Regions from separate parts of the Mus musculus genome. Here region 2 is linked to region 1. A link is a contact called in public Hi-C data. All regions are on one chromosome and are shown on one strand. The core of a region is the stretch at or near the end of the contact, and the rest is flanking DNA. Distances in the headings are between cores, read along the strand shown. Region 1 has its middle 14 kb from the start of Gm52045. Region 2 has its middle 76 kb from the start of Gm17750.

Region 1 (6,074 bases), core at 1,769-4,268:
CCCTTTCAGTAGAACAAAGACCAGATGCATAATGAGCCAATGTAAATGAAGTCAAATCAGCAAAAGCAGGGAGGGGGAGGGGAAGGTGTAAAATATGACAGTCGTATAATGACCAGAGAGTAGAGAATTTAAATGTTTAATGCCTGCACTTTCAGATTCATTTTCTGTCATCTCTTTGAATGGGTAGACTGAGGCGCTTGGCAGTCCAGCACGAAACATCATCCTCTAGACCAAAATAATCACTAATGTTGCTAAGTATGAATCTGATCTGCACTTATAATAATCCTTTTCCTATCACTTTCCACTCCTGTGCCCCAGTGTGGTAGGGGCATGGTAAGAAAGGTGGTCATAATTAGACATAATTAGGGAAAATGCTCTAAGTCTTTATTTGGGGCTTTCTGTCTTCCGCTTGTGTACTGCATGCCAGCTTCCCATCTCCCAGCCATGATGGAAGCTCAGAACACAATAGAAACACAGCAACAATATGAATTGCAAATGCATGGATATCTTTCGGTACAACCTACCTTATTGACTCTTAATAAAATGAGTATCTGCTAAAAAATACTTTGAGCTGTAAATTATTTGCTGTTGGTGTGGGACTTTGGAAAAACACTACAGATGTACTTTACAATCAACTAGACAGAGTTGTGTTAAACAGAATAGCTTAGTGCTTGTCTGTAAATTTCTCCCCTCCTTTTCCAAAAAAGGAATGAATCTTCTTAATAATCTATGCTGCTTAGCAAATGTTATAACTATACACGTGAAAATGTGAGTGTTTTATACACCCTACACTTTAGGACGATAACAAGCCTTTATCATAATGTTCTCATATTTAACATTTTCTCTCCCTAGAGTATGAATTGCCAAGAATATTAGCATTGAGACCATTGAATGCAATGTCCTCACAATCCCATTTTTTTCTCTTATGCTGTTCCAAAATATTACTGTCTCAAAACATATCCATAAATTCATTTCACTGTCCAGGTAGCTTAACATATAGTAATTAAATTGGAGCTATAAACAGTAAAGCATACACATGGACTTCTATGATTTCAATTTTATATTATAGTAGTGAATATTAATCTCTAAAAAAACAAATGCATTGATAATTTCAAGGTGAAATTCTTTTATGTTAGAGGAGTATATCTACTAGAGGAAGATTATTGTAAATTAAGTGAAATTTCTGGCTATGGTGCTAATTAAATTATTCAAAATCATTTTCTTCATATCAAACAGAAAAGAAAACAAATCTTCTTGCACTTGTAATGTGCTCTAGAGGGCTTCTGTTAAATGAGCTGCATGCAGGGATGTGTCTGGTCTGTATGCTGAGGGCTAGGGTAACAGGAGCTTGACTACTCCTTGCTTTGTAAATATTTAAGTGTTATATCTAGACGAGGGATAAAATGCTGAACTTTTACCTTTGAACCTTTCTGTGAAATATCTTAAATGCTACCAAATGTGAATATAGTGAGCTTAATTAGTAAATTTGACCCAGGTTTATGAAATTTTTTATTTTAGGTGTATTTACATATACACAAGCATATATATGTACATAAATTTATTTTATTACATCCATTGTTACAAGCCAAACCTTGAGCAGTTAAAGTATTAAAAAAACAATCAAAATACTCTTCATATATCCATAAATCCATAAACCTTTTTAAATTTTTTCCTGTTTAAGAAACAACTAAATTATGGAGATGCACACAACATTATAGAACATTTGCCAAGTATATCTTGATTCTTATTTGAAATTCCCACAAGAATATAGGCATGACAGTAATATAAGCCGTAGAAAGGGCGAAAAGAGTGGAACACAGGGACTTGTAAATAAATCCATGAATATCAAAAAGCACAGATGCTAAGATTACGCATTTTCACTAGTGTGGTTCTGTACTTGTAGACTCTAAGACCAGAATTTGTAATGTTCAGTATAGCAAGCCCTGCTGAGGGAGGGAGAGTACAGAGAAAGTCGTAGAAGGTTGGGAGGAGGGTATAAGAAAAAAAAGAGGGAGGGAGGTAAGGAGAGAGAAAGAGACAGAGATTGGGGGGAGGAGAGAGAGAGAGAGAGAGAGAGAGAGAGAGAGAGAGAGAGAGAGAGAGAGAGAGAGAGAGAGAGAGAGGCAGGCATAGCCAGACACAATACTGCATAATAATGGTAACATTCCTGCATGTCTAATGGCTTAAATGTGTTCTGTGCCTTGCTCTAGCCTCATGCCACAGCTGATGTCAAAGAACCATTTAATATTTTATCAACAGTCCTCCTTTGAACCACACACACACACACACACACACACACACACACACACACACACACACACATATACACACACACACATATATATACATATATATGCATATGTGTGTTTATGTGTATGTATCTATATATCTCTGTATATGCATATATCTATATTTGTTATAGAAAGCATTTGGAGTTTTTGAAGCATGAGGAGAATGAAATCCCTTGAATGGTACAATTTTAAGACACACAATATTTGTAAATATCCCATATTCAGTAATATTCACACCATTTTGCAATGAGTCTTACATTATTTACATGTTAGAAGCATTAATATGTCCTATTTCTTGAGGAAACATATACCCACATTTTATCTTCTTATTAAACAGTAGGAATGCGTAACTTTAATTTTTAATGTAAATTCAGTCACTGATTGAATAATGATTATAATACTAGTTGGACTTCTAAGTAGTTTTTGTGGAAAACATTGTTTTCTTGTTTGACGGATAGTCTGCTTGTAACAAAGAATGACTGAATTGTCTTAACAAAGAAGAAGAAGGCTGTATATGTTGGTTACAATAGAATAACCACCTTCCAGATCTCTTAAATCCACAATATATGTAGTGTGAGTCCTGAGTGGCTTTTGTTTTCAATGTCTTTTGTAAGCTTTTAGGGTTTTTTCTGCATCAAATGTCAAGTTAATTTACAGGGCGCTATTACTGATATGTTTCCTTGGTTTGTGGTTTTCTGTGAAAGGCAGGCAGCTGAGACCAAGTCTTAGGCTAGGGGGAGGGGCAGCTGAGCCCATAACACATACACTGTGCCAGGGTCTGTAAATTGGCTGCCTGTATGACAGCGGGCCCAGGGAAACCTCTAGTCTTCATTTGCATGCTGAGGAATATCCAGGATTAAACCGGACTGATTTTCATACAGGATTTAGACCTGACATTTATTATTCGGTTCACAGACCTCTTGAAGGAAAGTTTGTTTTCCACTCATAGATGAAAAATCTTCCAAGATAAATAAAGACTGGCTTAGCAGTAACAGTAAATAAATATCTTTCCTGTATTTCTTATGAATTTATCTTATATGATTAACAGACAGATGTTTGCCACCAAATTATTATATTTTGCTCCTTAGCATTTCCAAAGGAAAGTATCTATCAAGGCCTCGCTCAGTGTTTATATAAAATGTATTCATTTGACTCTGGAAGTTGAGTTTTCATAAATAAATTTAAAGACAGACATTTGATTTTTCTGAACGAATTAAAACAACATTGGGGAAGTAAAATACTCTGAGATGCTTAATTCTGTTTCTGTTCCATGTGTTTCTATGGGGATAGAGTGAATTTTGGTCATACTGTAAGCTTCAATTGCATAATGTTTTACAAAACAAGAAAATTACAAATGAATGTTTCACATGAGCCCATCTGCTAAATATATAACCCATAAAGTTCATTTTCATGGCTAAATAGATTTAAACAATATTTGGATGTCTTTTAATATTTAGACACTGTTTGTCCAGTAAAACACTTATAGTCCAACTTGCTAGTGATATTTTAACTGAATCAAGATTTAATTTCTAGTATTGAACAAAACATGTTCTGACACAGTACCAGGATGAAGAAACATGACCAGCTGCTTTCTTCTTTCTGGAATGCTTTTCTATGTGGCTAAAGTAAAGACTGCAAGTTGAAATTATGTAAACCCAGGAGAGAGCTAAGAGTCCTCATGTGTTAATAAACAGAAGAGAGTTTTCAAATGGGTTGAAAATATACTTTGTACATTTAATAAACAAAAGGTAGAATAATTCAAATGTCATCTATGTGGAACATGGAAGAAACAGTGTAAAATCTGACACATATTTGAATTTTTATTGTGTCAATGAAACTTTTGAAAATGAATTCTGATATTTGATTTCTTTATGGATGTTTTACTAACTGTAAAACAGTCTTAAATGTGTACAATATAGAACATCTCTCAAAAGTTTTTCTATTTCACTATAAATGTAAATGTATACAAATTAATTTATGGCTATATTCAGAAATATTTATTAATAAAATTTTAGAAAGGCTATATTAAAGAACCTCTTTTCTGAAACTTAATGTATCATTTATATGAATCTATTTATTAACCAAGCAGTTAATAAATGAACATGATGAGTCTATTTAGTTTTACCTCAATTTAATTTGCACACATACACATGTACACACACGCGCGCGCACACACACACACACACACACACACAACACACACACACACACACACACACACACACACACACACACACACACACACACAGAGTCTAACTCAACTAAACATGAGTACAACCAAAGAGTATAAATCATTGCTATGAGAAGAGTGGTGGTCATCTTCTGTGGAGAGATACTTCAGCATTATATATGTATAAGTTTCAAATGTTGACAAATATTATTGTAAACTAGGTCTGCACATGAAAAGTGAAGAAAATCAAGACAGTCCTTTGTACAGTTCATGCTAAATCCTTCACTTTTCCTTGCAATAAATAGTTGAAGCACATGTATTTTACCCTTGAATTATTTGGATGATTGCATCAATTCTTTAGTTTGTGTTATACATGTATATCGAAAGAAACTGTGTTTGCTGAAAGTGGCACTTTAGAAAACATCCCACTACAAAGGTGAATCTTTTAACAACATTGTTATGTTTTGGGTTTACTATACCAGAAGATTTGTTTATTAATCAAACTGGGACCTTAACAAGGGGCAAACGTTTAATGTATTTTCATAAGGAATTATTTCTAAGCAATAAACAATGATATTTAATGATTTAACATACAATTATACATATGTGGTACAAAATAGCTTCTTCCAACAACCTCTGGATCAATGTCCCAGTATCCACCCTTGTCATTTTTTACTAGCAATACCCTCAAACAATAGGTCCTGCTGATTCTTTAGAGAGTATTCTGGTATTGCTTTAGTAACAAAATACTGTACAATATTTAACTGTAAAGGTTTGATCCTCAACCTGGAATCATGAAAGTGTTTGCCCGAGAAAAAGAGAATTCTGAATTTGTTTGATTGGAATGAGGAGTGACATTTTCAATCAAGCCAACTTTTAGTGACTTTATTGTTAGTACATTTAAAAATATGGCTGATATAATGACTTGAATGAACAGTTATTTTGTTGTTTTTAGTGATGGCATGAGAAGTGGATAATAATTGCCCCTCTATTGAGACATCTTGATACCATTCACGTTTACTCAGCTTAAACTTAAGCTGCCACTCAATCATATTGTGGGAGTCTCTATGTCTTCAATGTAACTATTACTATACAGTATTCATGACAAACAGTCTGAACAAGAAAAAGGATTCCTACTTCATAATCATTGTAAATATGAAATTGTCAAGCGAGTCCTAATTAGTCACCGAGATAAAGATAATGTGCAAGTCTCCAAGAGGTGCAACTCACTTAGAACAAAATTCAAATATGCTCCAAAGAGATTAGTGTTTCAGGTCCCTACACTTAATAAAATTGGTGGACTATGTTTGCCAAATAGTTCTGTCAGGCAAGCAACCATAGTTTAAAAGTAATTAAGCAATTTTGCCCTCATCTTAAAATGCCATGTGCAGCAGCCCATGCTTTTGTTGGTTTGAAGTGTATAAGACACTTGATGAAAGTATTGTTAAGTAAAAAAATCCATACAGTATACTTTTTAAACTTCAACAGGTAGAGAATCATTGTAAAACTTGCTTAAAAAAAAAACATCTAGCAAAGCATTTGATTGTTTAACGTTTTTATTATTCAAGTTCTTACCATTTCATACTACTCCCTGGAGAGGGGCTGAGGAAATA
Region 2 (6,280 bases), core at 835-3,334, 120 kb after region 1:
ATATATTATCTTAAACAGAGTTTATATCCATCAATATAATTTTGAGGGGTAAACAACAAACCTATATGTGTAAACTAAGCTGCCTTGAGACCTCCTGTGCCTGTGAAGGAGAAATGTGCATGATTTTCATAGATTTATCAACAAAATATTCCCCCATGGAAATCACTGGGCGTATAAAAATCTTTACTTTTGTCTCTTTCTAGGAGTTGGTAAATGCACTGGAAAACAGACTTTTATTCCTTTGAAACTTAATGCATGGAATTGCAGCCCAGCCTGAAAAAGTCTCTGTTTTCTCTGCCTTGAAATGCCCAGATAAAGGTTAAATCACTATCCCTTTATCACCATAAGACATTGATTTGCTATTATTAAATAATCCTATTTTCACTTCAATGAAATAATAACTTTTTTCCAGGAATGCATAGCAGAATTGGCATTGAAAGCAATAAAAAGGAAGTTAGTAGTTAGTGGCAGGGGTGGGGGTGGGGGATAAAACAAAACAAAAATCACAAGAAAAAAACAAGACTCTGAAACAACTTAACACTGTGACATGGAAAGTGATCCACCAAATATCCACTGAAATACCTATATAGAAACCAAAGGATTCTGCCCCACCATCTGTCTGAAGACCCTTGTGGAGTACCTGCTAGTTCATCACAAATAAGGAACTGGTTATCCAAACCACTGCATCTATTAACAATATAACACAGTAGGAAAGTAGGGAAGGTCAGAAATTATAGTGTTAAATGTCTTCAAAGTGTTAGACCCATGCAAAAGACTTCATGTCTAGCTTTCTTTTTTTCTGAGAATGCAAATTATTTTAAATCACAAACTATTTGCTTTGGTTCTCTGAAGCCATCAACACTGCAGGTTAATATGTTCTTCCAGATGGTTTTTTATTTCCTTCCAGGTAGAAGGGATGCACCTGGCTTGTGGACCATGACAACACTGCGACATACCAGAGCAGTAGTAGATGTTTTCTTTCATTTTTGTAACTGGTGTAATGAAATTAAAAGGAAGAAGTTAAAATGTATTAAGTATGGGCATCTATTCAAAGGGTAAACTGTAAATCCTACAGAAACCTAAGAGAGTTGCTTGTAGTGAGGCATTCTAGCTATTTCGAAGCTTTGTCTAAATCTATAAACTGACTATAAATAGTTCTGAATGTTAGAAAAAAGGAGGAGAGATGAAACTTGGTAAATTCTCACGCATTTTTGTACTGTAATTACTCATTAAACATACTAGCTTCATATTAGATATTTATATTAAGTTCTTTACTTTTCAAAAGGCATACCTTATTTTTCATTAATAAAGCCCTTTTAAAATAAAACATATATTTCAGTTTATTAATCTTTGCATATCGATATTTAGAAGACATGCATGACCAGCAATTTGTCTCATTGATGTTTTATTTAAATAATTAAATGTACAGAACAAAAACTTTTGAATAAAATATTATACAGAAATTCATTTTTGCTAAAATGTATTTTTATTATTATAAAGAATCATTTTAGAGTTCACAACTATTTAAATAGATCTAAGAACTATATAAAAAGTTATGATTTTTTTCCCTCTTTGATGGATAGAATTATTTCCTGGCTCTAGCAAGAATATGTTGCATTTGAGGTTCTATATTGAAAATTTTCAAAATGTACTAAACATCCTAGATCTGACTTTAACATTAAAACTCAAATGGTTTGTTTCATTAGATAAACTTGTCATTTATCGTATGAATAAGCTTCAGGATGATTAGAAGTTCAAGCATCTGAAGGACATAGATCATCTAATTTGTGCTTGAATTTTCTGCATTGTAGGAAAACTGCTATGATATGACTGGGAATTTTCTCATCAACATTTACCGCAAAGGGAGCATGCTTGAAAAGTACAATGAAAAATAATTCTCGCCCTCTTTCTCCTCTTTTTTTTTATTGCTCCCACATTTTCCTTCCTTCTCAATCTCCAATCCTGCTTGCATCTCCATTCTGCATCTCGTGTGTTAAGCCAATCAACTCACGTGCAGTACGCTGTGGAGAAACTGCGGCACACATATGGTCGTGGACTGGTTTGGTAAACATATGTCTTTGCAGGCATTGGACAGCATGCCGGGAATGAGCTATTCCATTTTGGGAAAGGAGGTGGGGAGCGCTTAGCCACCTACAGATGTTTTGCAGCAACGCTGAAGAACTGCAGTCAGAGCTGCAAAATGTGTAATTTGGACTTTTTCCAGGTTTCTTTTTTTTTAAATAAGAAAAAAGTTAACAGCTTTCCTATTCATCTCTTTTGAGAAAATTTACAGTCGTTTCCCAGTCCGGCCCCATTCTGAAGTAAGGACAAAGGACTGAACCTGAAGCTGTCCATCTGCTCCGTAACAGTAATGTTCTAATGGGTGCTGCCTATTTTATGCCATTGCTCATGTATGCCCAGGGGACTGGAACTATTTAATTCACTGATTTCACAGCTCTGTTGTGTGTCACAAAAGGTTAAAAAAAAATCCAGCACACTTTTTAGCACCCTGTTTACAAGGAGTCCCTGTAAATCTAACTGAAGTAACAGATTCCCACCCTGCCCCCCATGCTGGTCCCCCTAGCTAATTTGGTGCATTCAGATAACAGGTAACTGGATGGAAAGATGAACCATTGCCTTGTCCTGTGCAAATAGTGGATATTTTAAATCTGCTGTGAATGTTACTTTCAAAGGCCAAAGATTCCAGAAGTAGATTTGAAAAGAAAGATGTTTGCCTTTAAGATTTTCGGATTAGAGAACTCTGTTTTCCCAGAAGTCCAAGAATTAATGCTATAGATTAGAAGAGAGTTAATGAAAACCCATAAAGGAAGACTGACGACTTATATTCCTCTTCTCTGGGCAGGGGGCTGAGCAGTCCCCCATGCAGCTGGTGCATGCTGGTGTTTTGCCAAGGCCATAATGAAGCCTGCTCACTCCAGGGCATTTTCTTGGACAGATACAGGTGGCCAAGAAACATGCACTTGGGCGGCCCTGAGATCTTCTTAAGAGCACTGATGTCAGGATTGAAACTGGCACTGGTGTTTGCCTCTAAGGAGAAAATGGAATCATGTAGTCGAGGGGATGCCTCTGTTCCTCTCCAAAGAGGATCTCAATAGAAGTGTTTCAATATATGATCTCTTTCCTGACACACATGTATGATCATGAGCTTCTATAACATTATGAACAGCCAAATTATTAACTACCGAGCATAACTGCCACTTTCATTTTGATAATATTAATCAAATTCAGTTCCAACTAGGGTAACTGGGGTAACTGCAAAGAAATTCACATAGTCCCTTGAAAACGAGCTTGTGGGTAAACAGGCCTAAGGCAGTGAGGAGATTCTCATGTTTTGCAAAGAAGTCATAGCTATTTTTGTTCAGAAGATAGAAAGAAATGGATGTTGTAAGAATCTTTGAAAAACATAAATTAGAGCCGAAGGAGTACCATAATTTGCATGTCAGTTAGCACACTTAGGTTTGCTCACACTTATCTTTCTTCTAGAATCTTCTGTGTGCTCTGTGATGATTCTCAGTAATGCTCAGAATAGCTCAAGAGATAGGGAAAAACATGTATTAAATTCCATTCTTAGAACTATTACAATCCTCTATTTACCAGGGAAGATCTATTCTAATATATTATTAGGTCTGGTATTCTTTAATTCATATTTCCCACAATTATTCAAAATTTTGCTTTCTCTAAACTAGGCCTTGGATACAAATCAGATATATCTAGAACCCTGGAGTCTGGAATGTAAGGCTCAGTGGTAACTGGTATGGTATAGAGACCAGGATCAGGCAGGATAATTTCTGTTGCATTGATTTTTAATAAATGTACAAACCAAAGCAACAGCAATAGAAAAGCAAATTTAATACATCTTTCGGCCACAGATTTGTTTAAAACAATGAAATTATGGTTAAAAAGTTTAAATCTTGGAATCTTAGGATTAGTAGGCAAACACTTGTTTTGTTTTGTTTTGTTTTGTTTTTAATATAAACTAATTTATCAACTGATTCAAATGGATAGACCTGAAGGTGGAATTCATTTGTTGGGAAAAATTATTGTGGCCTTTCTGTTAAGATATAAAGGCTTTTATTCAATATGTTGACGTCTTAAAAATGAAAAACGAAAGGATGAATGTGGCTCATTGGTAAAGTGCTTCACTACCACATGTAGCCCATTCTCCAGCATCTCAACCTAACCGATCAGACAGACAAAATACAGAGATTAAGCATATTTTTAGAAACTGAAGCAACCAGGAAGAAATCTTGAATTGAGTGTAATCCCATCTCTTGGCAGATGGAGATAGGAGGATTAGAAGTCCATCCATTTAAAACAAGAAAGGAAAGGGAGGAAGAAAAGGAAGAGGGACACAGGGAGAAAGGGAAAAGAAATCAAGGGATGAAAGAAAAGAAAACTAAAAAATGAAATAAGCTTCACACCAACTTAACTCAAATGTCTACATACAGAACAAGCTAACAGCTTCTGATCTCTTATTTTTTAAGATGAAAATGTTTTGTTCTATGAGAATTCTATGGTGGAATACGTGCTGTTTTAGAATAAATACTTTTTGTAGCCCACACAAGTTGGTGCTCAAGATAATTGACAGTTTGTGATGTCAATTCAAATTTTGATGTTAGGCTGAAAAGAAATTTAGGTATATAGTCAACAGAATATGACAGTAACAATAGCATCCCTCAGATCTTTGTCAGTCATAAAGACAAAAAAGACCCAATTGGAAAAATTTATGAATTCTCTTACCCAAAAAAATGCCTTCTCATGTAACTATTACTATTATCTTTTTGATATTATACTGAAAATGAAACTCATTCACTAATTCTCTGAAGGCAATTTCTCTTTACCTCAAATAAATCTTTCTTATAGGCCATATAAACTGAAATGAACTGGTTGTAATGTTTCCATTTGTTTTCCTACAGAATAAACTCATTACAGTCAGCCCATTAGAAAATGATATTAAAGGATTTAATTGCCTGTGCATATTAAATATGTTTAAATTTAGGAAAATAAACATTTTGAAATTGAATAAATATTCTAAAATAATAGGAATGTGGATGCTAGCTCACTGATAATCTTTAAGGTGACACAAGACAATGTGTGCAGTCCTGTCATTCTATGAGAGTCAAAACTAAATAAGGGCAGAACAGCATTTTAGGAAGCATGGGTGGTATTGCTAATAGATTTTCAATAGCAATTTAGTTTATTTAGACTGTTTGGATGAAATGTTGCTTTATGGTAATGAGGATGGATTTATGACTGACATGCTTGGTGTCTTCTGGTCAGCGTTTATCCCAAGGAAGAGTACATATTGACCTCATGTCCCAATGCTTTCAGAATTATGTGTTTTAAAACTGCTGCTGCTTGCGAAAGTTTACATGAAATGACATTAACCGTACATAGGAACAAATACAAAACTAATGGCCAAGTAAACTTAGCTAAGCCCCTCCATCCTATAGCTGCCGAGAAACTCATCTTAACTAAACTCAGGATCAGTTGTGTAAGGTTTGATTTGTTTTTTGTTTCCAAACTGATTCTCTGCTTTGAAGAGGAAAATGAGTGATTCTTTCTATTCAAATGCTCTGTGTGTTCTGAACTTAAGGGGGAAGGTTGAAGGAAGAAACTGAAAATGCAAGTTGTTCAGAGAAAATTAAGTTAGTTTCCTATCAAAACTAAATTATAAAAAAATACCTAAATCATAGAAGCATAAAAGTGTACTTATGACTTTAAAAATCTACTCTTAAATTTGTCTAGATTGGTTTGTTACAAAAAAAAAAAAATAGAAAAGGATACAAAAGTGAAAAGTGGTGGATCTGTGGGAAGCTAGATGGGTAGAGTGAAAAGGGTCAAAATATACTCTCTAGGAATAAGAATATTTGAAAACAAAACGAAAAGAGAAATGTATTTTCTGTTTTCAGCTTCTATGTAAACAAAACAACTAAGCAAATATCTTCTGTAGCTTGAGTAACTGTGTTGATCACTTCTGCCTTCGGCTAATGTGTCTAATTCAGAAGTTTCTGATACACGTGGTGTACTGGATTATGAAACCAACAGCACTCCTTTGAGGTACATATTGTTGGATTGTTTTGGACTTCATTACCCAGATTTCCCTGTGTCTTGTTGAGACTATGGGGGATGTTTCTTACTTAAACCACCACAGTAAGCACTGGTCACATCACATAGATCCTTGTAAGTTCTACTAAAGATTATTGGCTCAATTCTGAATTCAATAGGAATGAATGTGTTGGTAGGTAGTTATGACATA

The links. A called contact is a pair of places that touch in the nucleus more often than the background predicts.
Region 2: a contact with region 1 is called in a Hi-C map of cerebellar granule neurons, with 4 times the contacts expected there. The contact joins two enhancer-like sites. A contact is called at or near these places in 10 of 484 Hi-C or Micro-C datasets (brain, cerebellar granule neurons, cerebellum and 4 more) and 6 of 115 datasets of contacts at active chromatin or transcription factors (astrocytes, embryonic forebrain, embryonic hindbrain and 2 more).

Annotation. Positions count from the first base shown.
Region 1 is chr13:83,866,088-83,872,161 of GRCm38.p6, forward strand. No RefSeq gene overlaps it. Among named protein-coding and RNA genes, the nearest start is that of Gm52045, 14 kb to the right of the region's middle. Within about 2 kb of position 3,019, at least 36 of the 459 cell types and tissues checked have an H3K27ac peak or open chromatin away from gene starts, as enhancers often do. A contact at or near this core is called in brain, cerebellar granule neurons, cerebellum and 4 more, where this site is marked.
Region 2 is chr13:83,985,812-83,992,091 of GRCm38.p6, forward strand. No RefSeq gene overlaps it. Among named protein-coding and RNA genes, the nearest start is that of Gm17750, 76 kb to the right of the region's middle. Within about 2 kb of position 2,085, at least 68 of the 459 cell types and tissues checked have an H3K27ac peak or open chromatin away from gene starts, as enhancers often do. A contact at or near this core is called in brain, cerebellar granule neurons, cerebellum and 4 more, where this site is marked.